Regions from separate parts of the Danio rerio genome. Here region 2 is linked to region 1. Evidence: chromatin contacts called from public HiCAR-type data. All regions are on one chromosome and are shown on one strand. Each heading gives the region's core, a stretch centred on a gene start, on an enhancer-like site or on the middle of the called end of the contact. The rest is flanking DNA. Distances are from core to core; before and after follow the strand shown. Region 1 holds the start of ptch1 (patched 1). Region 2 holds the start of fancc (FA complementation group C).

Region 1 (6,212 bases), core at 284-2,783:
TGGTTGCTCTGTGTGAATATTTTTGCCTTTAAATGCATCTCGTCGATATCTTTACCTTTTAATTAGCTCTGTGACATTGACATTGGTTGACTCCTGATACTCAATGTTAAAAACATAAAAGGAACCAAAGAAAACACAGAGATGGCTGCAGAGAAATTTAGCTTATCAATGCATTGTGTCACTTTCTCCTCAATACTGACCATTCAAATACCAAAACTGAACAGAATATATATATATATATATATATATATATATATATATATATATATATATATATATATATATATATATATATATATATATATATATATACTGTATATATAGCAACATAAAGCATCAGAGTACATGGGGTAATAATGGTGGTTGAGCAGTAATTTATCATTTATTATCACAGTAATTATCTGTAATGGGTACATAAAGTAAATTACTGTAATTTATTCTTTGCACTACAAAATTTCATACAAATCCTGCTCCTTTTACAGTAAAATACTGTTTCCTTTTATTACAGCAAAACACTGGCTATTTTACAGTTATTTACTGCATAATCTACATTAAGGGTTAACAGTGTAGTTGATGTGTTTATTAACATAACAATGGATAATACATATATTACAGTATTATTTTTTTAAACCTTTGTTAACATTGGTTAATAAAAATAAAGTTGTTTATTGTTCACTGTACACAGCATGAATTTGGATGTTGATGCATTAGTAAATGTTAAACTATGATAAACATATGCAGTACACGTATGGTTCATTATTAGTTCACGTTAATAAGTGTATTAACTAATGAAGCTTATGTATATGCATATAATTTAAATATGTCAAATATTTATAAATAATTTATACAAATTTTAAAAAGTTTAATATATAAATTTAAAATAAATATAATAAATGTAATATATAAGAAAAGCCTGAAAAATAATTTAGAATAATAGTAGCCTTTATAATATAAATAAAATATAAGATAAATAAATGTAATATATCTTATAACAAACAATAAGAAAGAAAGAAAGAAAGAAAGAAAGAAAGAAAGAAAGAAAGAAAGAAAGAAAGAAAGAAATTAAGAAAGAAAGAAAGAAAGAAAGAAAGAAAGAAAGAAATTAAGAAAGAAAGAAAGAAAGAAAGAAAGAAAGAAAAAAAGAAAGAAAGAAAGAAAGAAAGAAAGAAAGAAAGAAAGAAAGAAAGTGCTGTGTCTGTCCTGTCTCCAGAAATAAACTCTCCTCTTCTTTGCTCTCTCCGCTTCCTCCGCGCGCTCGGAGTCGGACTGCGCTCTTGCTCTTGTTGGCCCGCGCGCCTCGGTCGGACCCTGCAGAAAGTGGGCTTTGCTTCTTTAAGACTCCCCTGAAGTTTGAGATGCACACACGAGGGCTCTCGGCTTGGGTGGTCTCTCTACTTTGGTGAGCTGTTGCTAAGCAGCTAATAATAGTCGTGTTTGCTGAGTAATTTTTGCCCTTCTGGAACCAATCAGAGCGCAGGAACCCCGGCCATCTGACAGCCCCAGGGGCGGGCTCTCGAGCGCTTTGGCCACGCCCCTCCTCCTCTGTCTCCGAATGGAGAGTGATCTTTTTTCACATCTATTGAATCTCCCAGAGATCGCCTTGTCGCGCGGCCTGAGGAGGGACCACATAGATCACAGAAATGCTTCAGCCACCGAGGGATCGACGTTTGCAGAGCATCCACTGATCGCGCGAACTTTCCAGCGGACGCCGTGAAAGTGGGCAATTGTTGGAGACCTCCAGATTCGCGAAATGTTGCAATGGAAGGCGCAGACTCTGACTCGCCGTCTCAAACAGGAGTATGAAGTGCTTCGCGGATCTGGGATCAACGAGAGACAAACTTGGTTTTCTTCGGATATCACTAAACGCTCGCGGGGAAATACACTAGCGCGGATACCGAGACGCTCGGCGCAGACCTTGCAACATGGCCTCGGCTGTTAATGTCTCCTCCGAGCAGGAAAACAGAGACCCCGATCGGCCGAGGGTAACGCGGAGAAATAGGGGCAACTATCGGACCGCCGCGGCGGATTTGGAGTATTTGCAGCGGCCGAGCTATTGCGATGCCGCCTTTGCGCTGGAGCAGATATCAGAGGTGCTTTTATGCTTGCCCTGTTGGATTTTGTTGGGAATGCGCTGACAAAGTGCTCAACTTTAGTGAAGTCGCTAGGTAACGGGATAGCCACGGGACCGATGCGGGACCAACCTGTAGCCGCAGCGTTTGCGCTCCGACCAACCTAACCTAGGCTATCTGTCAGAAGCGAAGCTGAGCTTTGAAAGTGAAGCGGAGGCTCTTCAGATTTGTTGGTCAAGTTCGCCCTGACCGACTGATTGAAGCCCCCCTCAGATAGGATCTACACGGGGAGTAGTTTTCGTCCCGCACGATCCATGTGGCTGCCCTCTTCCGTTCACAAATATTGTCGTAACTCCCTCTGTGATGGCTGCAGCACTTCCCAAATCGCATCACATCGCGTCCCTTCTGCTATGCGACCCACGTGCATCTCCGGCTTTGGATATTGTAACCTGTTTCTGTGCTACAGTGTCCAAAGGATGCAGTCTGTCACATTGTAGCCATAGTCAGTTTAATGTCTGATAGTTTGTGCGTGGGTCTACAACTCATTTGAATTATACTACACAGCGAGAGAATAGGAGTAGTAGTATGGCAAGCTGTTTTCACATTCATTCATTACAACTTGGCAGTAGTTGTTTTTGTGTGTCCAATTTCATTAGCAGAAAGATCCTCTTTACACATGGTGTGCAGCTTTTTTGATACAACAACTAGCAGAAAATGTTAAATTCAATTGTCTAAATGGAAGCAAGCACTTTCAACCTCTTCTAGAGGTTGTTAAAAACACATTCAGTTGGGTTGTTTGAATTATTTGGAACAGCCACAAAACATGACCTGCTCTTTTGCCAATTGGCCTAATGTTTAAACACTTTGATGTGTTTCTGACATACACGAGCCAGATGGGATTTAAACTTTGCCTTTTCCAGTAAGTTTGGGTCGAAGGCAAAAAAGCACAATGGCATCAACAGCGCTCTGTGTAGATTTGCAGCTATGAGGGCAGAAAGGAAAGCTGCTGCTCTGTATCATTTTTGGTAGCCTCTCTCTGCTAAATTGTTCAATATTTTTTGTAACATTAGATTGAAAGTTCAGAAAACCTTCATTTGTGCACACACTCAAAATATCACAAAAGCAATTGAAAAAGCCTAAACAGATTAAAACACCAGGTGTGAACCGGAATGTGTCATCCTGGTCTACTGGTTATCCAGGGGATAAAAACTCAACTTAATATTTGGCCAAATAGCAGTTACCACAGAGATGTGTTTTGCTTTTGTGATTCATATTAGACTAATATATTTTACCAGTGTTATATATATATATATATATATATATATATATATATATATATATATATATATATATATATATATATATACACATATACATATATATATATAATTTTAGTGTTAATAAAAAACTAAGATTATCCTAAGTAGTTTATTCAGCTTGCCATAGTTCTTACTCCTTTGCTAAGTCACAATCAAAATTTTGACAAATATGTATTTAAATTATCGGTGGCAGTGGCTCAATATGAACTACGAGTTTCCATATAGTGAACATAGCAGCTTTTCAGGCATTTATAAGACAACTTACAATGTAAAAAATGCAGGGTTTCACGCTATTCCTTCATGTTGTTCCAACACAATTCGTTTAAGTTTACTTGATTGTTTATTAAAAATAAAGTGGATTGAACATAAAACTATTAAGTTGTCCCAAAAAAAGCCCCAAGAGTTGCATTGAGTCAGCTCATTTTAAATAAGTCATTTGAACTAGTAAAAAAAAAAAAAAAAAAAAAAATATATATATATATATATATATATATATATATATATATATATATATATATATATATATATATATATATATATATATATATATATATAAATACAGTTAAACTAGTTACAGGAATGACTATGTATTTTGGCTAAAATCTTACTGACAAATGAATCTGATTGTACACTAGTGACTAATAAACACAAGTATATAATACAGGTGCAAATGGAATAGACTGTAGTAAGTGATGGTAGATACTAGCAACTAATGAATTGTTACAGATGAAACTGAAGTTGGACTGATGTCTGAGTATTTTGGGAGACCACTGACACTGGTTATAACAGGGTAGTTACATACTATTGAAATAGTGACCCTAAATTATTATATTAAATAGTTATTACAAGGAAACTGTCACATAAAAAGATACTAGCCAGTCACTATTAGATTATTCACTAGTAATTACAAAGTACTTGTTATGTAAATATAGTATTAAAGAATAGATGTTTAAATGGCTTGCCATATGACAATGTATGCATGTTTCAAGGCTATTTTTAAAATCTTATGAGTGGAATAGTAATTACATAACCCATAAAACCTAGTTGTTTTAAAAATACAATCACTTTAAAGGGATATTTCTTATAATTCTGTTATTAAAGTACCCCACATGCTATTTCCACCACCAACTATGCATTTTAGTCTATTAAAAAGCAGTAAATATTTAATAATGCATTTAGCAAAATCGTATAAAAAAGTTGATGAGAGTGTAATATTTGCTCTCTCTTGTCTTGTAGGGGAATGCGACTGGGAGGAAAGCGCCGCTGTGGTTGAGAGCAAAGTTTCAAAGACTTTTGTTTAAACTTGGCTGTTACATACAAAAGAACTGCGGAAAGTTTTTAGTTGTGGGCCTTTTAATATTCGGAGCTTTTGCTGTTGGCTTAAGGGCAGCTAATCTGGAGACGGACGTGGAGAAACTCTGGGTAGAAGGTAAGAAGCTGTTTTCCTCAGTCTTTCTAATGCGTTTTCCCCTCAAGTGTACTCTAAAGGCAGACCTGAAGCTGCGGGTGGGGGGTCTGTCATGTAAGATGAAGGAATTGTTTATTGTATAGAAGTCTGGCAGAAATCCAGGTTAAACTTGAATAGACCGTTTTTCGCTTCGAATTGGAGTCGCGCGCACAAATGCCGTGTGTTTGCGGGACATATAGCGCGCGCGCGCCTTCCGATTGTTTTCAAGTTCGATACATCACTGAATTGCTGATTTAGACAGCAATGTGAGTGTTTTTAACACGAATAGCCGCCATTTTGTGAGTGTGTGCGATTTGTGTGTGTGTGTGTCTGCCTCCAGCAGTTGAATCTGATCCGCGCTGCTCACAGAGCCTGTGTGTGGTCCTGTTTTGGACAGCGTTCAACTTTCCAAAAAGATTTGTCTCAGAGTTTCAGCAGGAACCGAGCGAACTACAGGCAGAAACGTGCACTCAGACCCGACACTGTCTGCAGCTCATATGCAGCTTGAAGAAACTTTTGACAGAAAGTTGGTTTATTTTATGAATAAGTCAATTGTGAGTTGTTGGGGCAGTAGTGTGGGTGGTGATTTTTTTTGAAGGGGGAGGGGCGAATACTCCTTTTTGCTTTGATCTGCATTCCTGAAGTTTAAAGATCCTTTGATATGAACAGAGATGATATGAGGGCTTTCTTTATTATTGATTGTACAGTCATTATTTTGATATCAAGTTATTTTAATTGGTTGAGTTGGCTTTGGCTTTTGGACTTTAAATACATGGTATGTTATGTACATCAAGGACTGATATTAAAGTCAGTAAAATGTGCTTTTAAACCGAAAAACTGTAAACATGAAACACTCTTTACAAACATGAAACACTAGTAAAGAGATATAGATGTTTATAATAACGTGCTTTACATTTTAAACATTGTATGTGTGCTATTCCAGCATTATGCATGTGACTTTGCTGTAAAAACTTAAAACATAAACTCACACAGACAGTATATGTTAACATTAAATTAAAACATCTGCTTATATTTTCCAAAACAACTTACCACATACTTATGGGAGCAGAAAAATATACATCTGTAAAAAATTTTATATTTTACATTAGGAAATGGATGTGACCAAAAAAGTTTACAGTATACAACATACATTGTAGAAATTCTGTGAATTAACCTACACAACCCAAAAGAAACAATGCTCAATTTTCACTATAAAACAAAAATGTTTATTACGTTTATTCCATTTGACATTTTTGCATTTATGAAGAAAAGGCTCCGTTATGGATGCGACAGATGTGAAATTGGCACTTGTGTGACTTTTGTAAATCAAATATAATTCTTTAAAAACATTGACAGAGACATTTTTAAGTATTTTTT
Region 2 (5,667 bases), core at 1,291-3,790, 150 kb after region 1:
GATTAAAGAATAAATGTTTGCACCGTGACACAGATTTTTTTTTTCTAAATTAGAGTTAGTTTTGTTTTAAGTTCTGTTTAACAGACAGAAGATTTTTTTCAATACATTTCTAAACATAATAGTTTTAATAACTCATTTCTAATAACTAATTTATTTTATCTTTGCCATGATGACAGTAAATAATATTTTGCTAGATATTTGTCAAGACAAAAGTATTCAGCTTAAAGTGCATTTTAAAGGCTCAACTAGGTTAATTGGGCAAGTTAGGGTTGTTAGGCAAGTAATTGTATAATGATGGTTTGTTCTGTAGAAAATTCCAATAATATATTGCGTAATGGGAATAATGATCTTGACCTTAAAATTGTTTTAAAAAAATGTTGAACTGCTTTTTTTGTAGGCAAAATAAAACAAGACTTTTCCCAGAAGAAAAGTAAATATAGTAACTACTTTGAAAAATTCTTGCTCTGTTGAAAATCATTTTAGAAATATAAAAAAAAAGTTACAGAAGGGCGAATAAGTTTGACTTTTGCATATTTTTAAGTATCATTCAGCCCTTGCTTTTATTCAATGTTCAGATTTCTATGCTTTAAATATAAACACAAATAATTGAGTATTTATTTAAAAAATATTTTGTTTTCTAATTTAAATCAAGCATTTCTGAAAACTTTAAAACATGTGCAACTTCTAACTTTTTCTATTTAAAAAAAAATCGGATGTAATCAATCGGCTGGTAAAGTATGGACTCTCAAGATTTTTTTGTGTGATTAAAAAAACACATATACTTAAGCATTCTGTCCTTTTTCGGTCTTGTTACATCATGTCTTCCTTTTTTATTTAGATGTTTTTGGTCTGTGTTGCATTAATATTTCATAATATCTTTTCAATGGCCCCCTGCTTGTTTAGTGTTTACCTGGTTTTCTGAAATGAATTGAACAGAAACACAGCAATCGCACAAGAGCTCATTTTAATCATACTCAAGACACCCTCAGTCTGCTAAATGTACCCCTCGCCCTCAATCAACCACAAGCTCGCATTTAGCTCTGACTCTGTTTAATCAACCACTGATGAATAGAAGCAAGTACTGTTGATGTTTTCATTGTGCATTAATAATAATAAGAAAAGATCTGCGACGATTTCCTTTTCACCACAACTTCATTAGCATTAGATCAGATCATTCTAAATATAAAATGTCGACCCTAAAAATGCTGAAACATACAAAGAAAAATTTATTATCAAACAATAGTGTGACTCTGAAAATAGTAGAGACATCACATGCAATCAGTCCACCAAAAGATCAAATCATCTGAGCAGAGTTTATTATTGGGACTTCAGGGATGATTAAATAATGTGACATTGTTGAGTGGAGTACAAAAACATGTTTGCCCTCCAGCTAAGAATGTCAAATCCATTAGCACCATGGTAAATGGAGCTTCAATAATAGCTTCACTCAGACACCAGCTGTCTGAGCAGACATTTTTTATACCCCTTTATTTAATTTTGGTTTTAACCAGCCAACCAAACCAAATCAAACGATTGTCAGGCAGACCTGTTTTACTCTGCTCTTGACTGTTGCTTGTCAGGGGCCTAATTATACATTTGTAGTCATGTTTTTTTTCTGTCTGGCATACAGTCAGGACATTAGTATGTGTTGGTACGTGTCAATGTTGACACTCTCCAGCGCATAGCATAGCCCAAATAATTTTACACTTGTACAAATTCAGCTAGCGCTCTACCAGTATTCTGTGTTGAAATTACACCCATCTTGGCCGTGGCAGTTTATTGGCCAGGCGTCTGCGTCCCCCGAAGGACTGGTGAAAGCTGTGAGGGGATGACAAGTCAACAAGAAGCGTTTGTTCATAGTTTGGTTTGATGAAAAAAAAGGAAAGAAAGGCTAATTATATATTTACATTGTCTCACCCAAGGGATTTTTCCAGCAGGGGTGATGGCAAGACATTAAACGACTCCGCCGTTACGAGCGGATCATAAAAACACTCCCTTGTTGTGTCTTTCACAGACCTGTCATTAAGACTAAGAACAACAATTACCCACAAACTCCTGCTCCTGCACACACAAGCTGTTTGAGCGCTTTTTCTACCCCGTTACGCCATGGCCGCGGTGTGAGAACTTCACCTCCCAGCAGGACACAGATGAGGATGTGTCTCCATTGATGGTTTCAGTACTGTTAGCTTTTGTTTAATTGTCAAAATACTTCAGCGTTGAGTTAAGAGCATTCTGGAAGTTTACAATGAGGTCCACGAAGACTTTATTGCACTACCCAATGCCTCTTTTATAATTTTTTTTCTCCTCTGTTTTCAAACTGGCCGGCTCATGAAATACAGGCTGATGACAAATTAAGAGCCCTCAATTGGGTAACACATTTTCAACTTCCCGTTTCCTGATTACAACCCTTGTCATCTCAGACTATGTACAAAAGGCATCATTATAACGAACTCTGCTACTTTTTTTGAATTGAGAAACACACTTTTAAAGTACAGTCGCTCCGCTTGCCAGAAAATCAAGAGATTGCAGCAATGGCAAACGACAGTAATCCGATGAGACAACGGATTCCTGATGGACTACATTTATTTTTGTCCTCTATCTGTCTCGGTTTAGAATTTTAAATGATTACAATTTTTAATTCATGATGTTGACTTTAAATAAATAGTTTACCAATTAAAATTCCTTGTATTTTTCCTGTCGATTTGTTTTTGCAGATTTGAGAAGATGGCGGGTGTTTCTGAGACTAATGTGCAGTTTTGGATGAATAAAGCAGTGAACTGGGGAGAGGCTTCATCATGTTCAGCTCTTCTGGACACTAGCAGACACCTTGGCCCTCTGAGAAACTTTCTCCAGCAAATTCTGCAGGGGTTGCAGCAAATGGTAGGAAAATGTCTGAACATTAAGTTTCACACGTATAGGATTTTTAAAAATATAGGTAACGATTGAGCCTTGAAGTTTCCTATTCAATTTTGGGAACCAGTTGTATCTTAGTAATAAAAACTGTAATTAAAACTATCAATAAAAACTACAATAGCTCTGCTGTGATACTAAAAAAAACCCTGGGCCAACTATCTGGTCAGTGAGGTTTGATTATTGATTGTATAATGATTTTAAATTTTGTATTGTTTTGATACAAAGATTTTGTTTGTTTGTTTTGTTTTTCTCTATTACTGACCGCAAAACATAATAATGATTTTGCTCATTAATTTTTTCCCCCAAAATATATTTATTGGGTTTTGTTTGAACTACAAAACAAAATACATAAAGACAAATGGTTAAAAAGGTGAAAATAAATATGTAAATAAATTCAAATAAGAGCAGTACATAATAATAAAAAATAATGCATTTCCCAGCTTTCAATTGTATGCTGATTAAACTAATTTGTTAATTGTTGGTGAAATGTAAGACATCTGAACAATACTATAAGACACTAACAAGGGTTTAAAAGCACAAACATCAAAAATGTTGCATGGTCCACCTGGTTAATCTTGTAATTTTCCTTATAGCATTATAGTAGTATTTTCTTACATAGTATTGTCGTTCTTTATAACAGTGTATGTCAGCTCTTCCAGAGCAAGATTACTAGTCATTTCTGTAATCCACTGACCACAGGATGTCATTTGAGTTTTTTTTTTTTCAATTTAAAGCAATAACACGCTTTGCTTGGAGTAATCTAAAATCTAATAGTTTGCATTTTTTTGTGTTCAGATCCAAGTTTACAGGGTATATATATGAAATGGACATAATTTAGGAACCAAATGTTTATTTTCTTCAATTAATTTACCAATCATAATAAGGGTCTCCTTTTGTCTTATTGCGTTACCATACACAATGATAAAGGGTACCCACTTCTCCATTACATTTTGTACAACTATCAGGAGTATTTGGGTTCAATAAATCATTTACTTAGTTTCATTTCATTTTTTGTTTAAACATTTAAACATTGCTTACTTAATTTTTAGAATTACATTTATGTTTTAAATGAATTTGTTTACAGTATTTATAGTGCATTTAAAATTTGAGGCCAATACATTTTGTATGCTTTTAAATTTACTGAAAACAACTCCAGTCTGGGACAAGACAACAAAAAATTGACTGTCCCTGAAAAACAGGAACATCTGCTCACCTTGAGCTGTAGTGTTGTTTGTTATTTACTGTAAAGCTTTAAATAAGATACATTAGAAAGACGCAACTGCCTGAAGTGAGTTTTAGCCTGCTGACAGCATGCTGTGCTTTAATGTGTTAAAATCTAAAAAAGTAAGTAAGAAGGATTATATAGTCGATTTTGAAAATATGTATTTTTCTTGCATCATCACAGCAAAGTTCATAGAATTGGCTTTAAAGTTAAAGTCATAGTGCTTTCACTAACTCTTTTAGCACCTCTAACAGAAGTTGCTCTGTGTGGATGAATGCTGGACATTGGCACAGCACTGGTGATGATTTAGCAGACTTACAACCACCCAGGGACTGCCAGCGTTAACCTAATGTATCCCTGCATCAAGTGTTGCAAATTTGGAAGCGGCAGCATGGGCTATAGGACGACTCTGTGAAGGACCAGTGTTAAGAAATGTTCTGCCTCCCACTGACTCTCGTCACCTTGAAAGAACCTCTTTATTCATCCTGCATAGGCCTTTTGCACTAGCAGATCCCCCGTTGGCCCTGTGCACCATGCTGCTTGGTGCCCGGCATGTCGGAAAAGAAAACAAGATCTTGCAGGCTTTTTTATTTCAACCTACAATGGCCACCCTGCCAAAATGCAATCACGCCTTCTGTTTCCATCACGGTCTCCATGCGTCAGCCTCTCTTGCAGCATTTAGCAACGTGACAGGATCGGGATTTCTTAATTGGCCCTAAACCGTATTCCCGGCAGAGCCTCATAAAAACGACCCGAATGGAGCAGATCTGAACAGCAGCGCTTGGATGAGTTAAGGATGTGGCTCGCGCCTAGAGATGAAAAAATGTCTCGTTTATATCAATTTCCTCATTTGCATTCCATCAGAACCAGTTTTCCCACTCCCTGCTTGGTACTGCTGGAAAGGGGAGGTTTCACAGTCCCGTAAACGATTTTCTTTCTTGGACTGGCACAGTTGGGTGCCCACTGGCAATGCGCCCGCGCTCAAGGGGAAGCTGAGAGGTGTATGCGTGTGAACACATTTGCTGAATTATGAATTTCTACATAAGACTTTTGCCCCCTTAACATACATAAATCTCATCTCTGAGACAAATTTCCATGGACTCTTGTGATGGGCATGGATTTAAACTTTTGAGATGTTTATGGAAGGTCAAGTGAATGGTCTTTTCAAACTATTTTTCAGTCTGTAAAACTTAAATTGAATGTAGGTAGAATAAAGGTAGAATACGTTTTTCTCCGGCACTGGGGCTTGCATGGGGTAGGGCAATCATAGAGCTTGGTTGTGGCAGGATGTAAAATGAGTTATTTGTTTATTTTACTGTGGCGACCCCTGATACAGTAGGCAAAAAGCTAAAGGAAAGCCTGTCAGTAAGGCCTAATCTCAGTTCTATTGTTGTAACCCTAGCCCTTCCACTTGGCCCTTGAAACAGAGTATGAAGGAGAAGGGCTTTAAAATTTCCCCCTAAAAAGTTGGACACCACTACTTATTTGCCGGTAGCTAGCTCTCTGCAACTCTCACATGGTCGCCCACTGAA

What was found. HiCAR-type assays count read pairs that join an accessible place to other places.
Region 2: a contact with region 1 is called in a HiCAR-type map of caudal fin, with 5 times the contacts expected there. The contact joins the promoter of fancc here to the promoter of ptch1 in region 1. A contact is called at or near these places in 2 of 18 Hi-C or Micro-C datasets (caudal fin and an unstated tissue) and 3 of 4 datasets of contacts at active chromatin or transcription factors (caudal fin, embryo and gastrula embryo).

What each region holds. Positions count from the first base shown.
Region 1 is chr8:32,041,581-32,047,792 of GRCz12tu, forward strand. ptch1 (patched 1) reads left to right here and starts at 1,534. Exons shown (of 24, transcript NM_001305542.1): 1 at 1,534-2,090; 2 at 4,625-4,817. The coding sequence starts at 1,923.
Region 2 is chr8:32,194,909-32,200,575 of GRCz12tu, forward strand. fancc (FA complementation group C) reads left to right here and starts at 2,541. Exons shown (of 13, transcript NM_001040637.1): 1 at 2,541-2,880. The coding sequence starts at 2,725.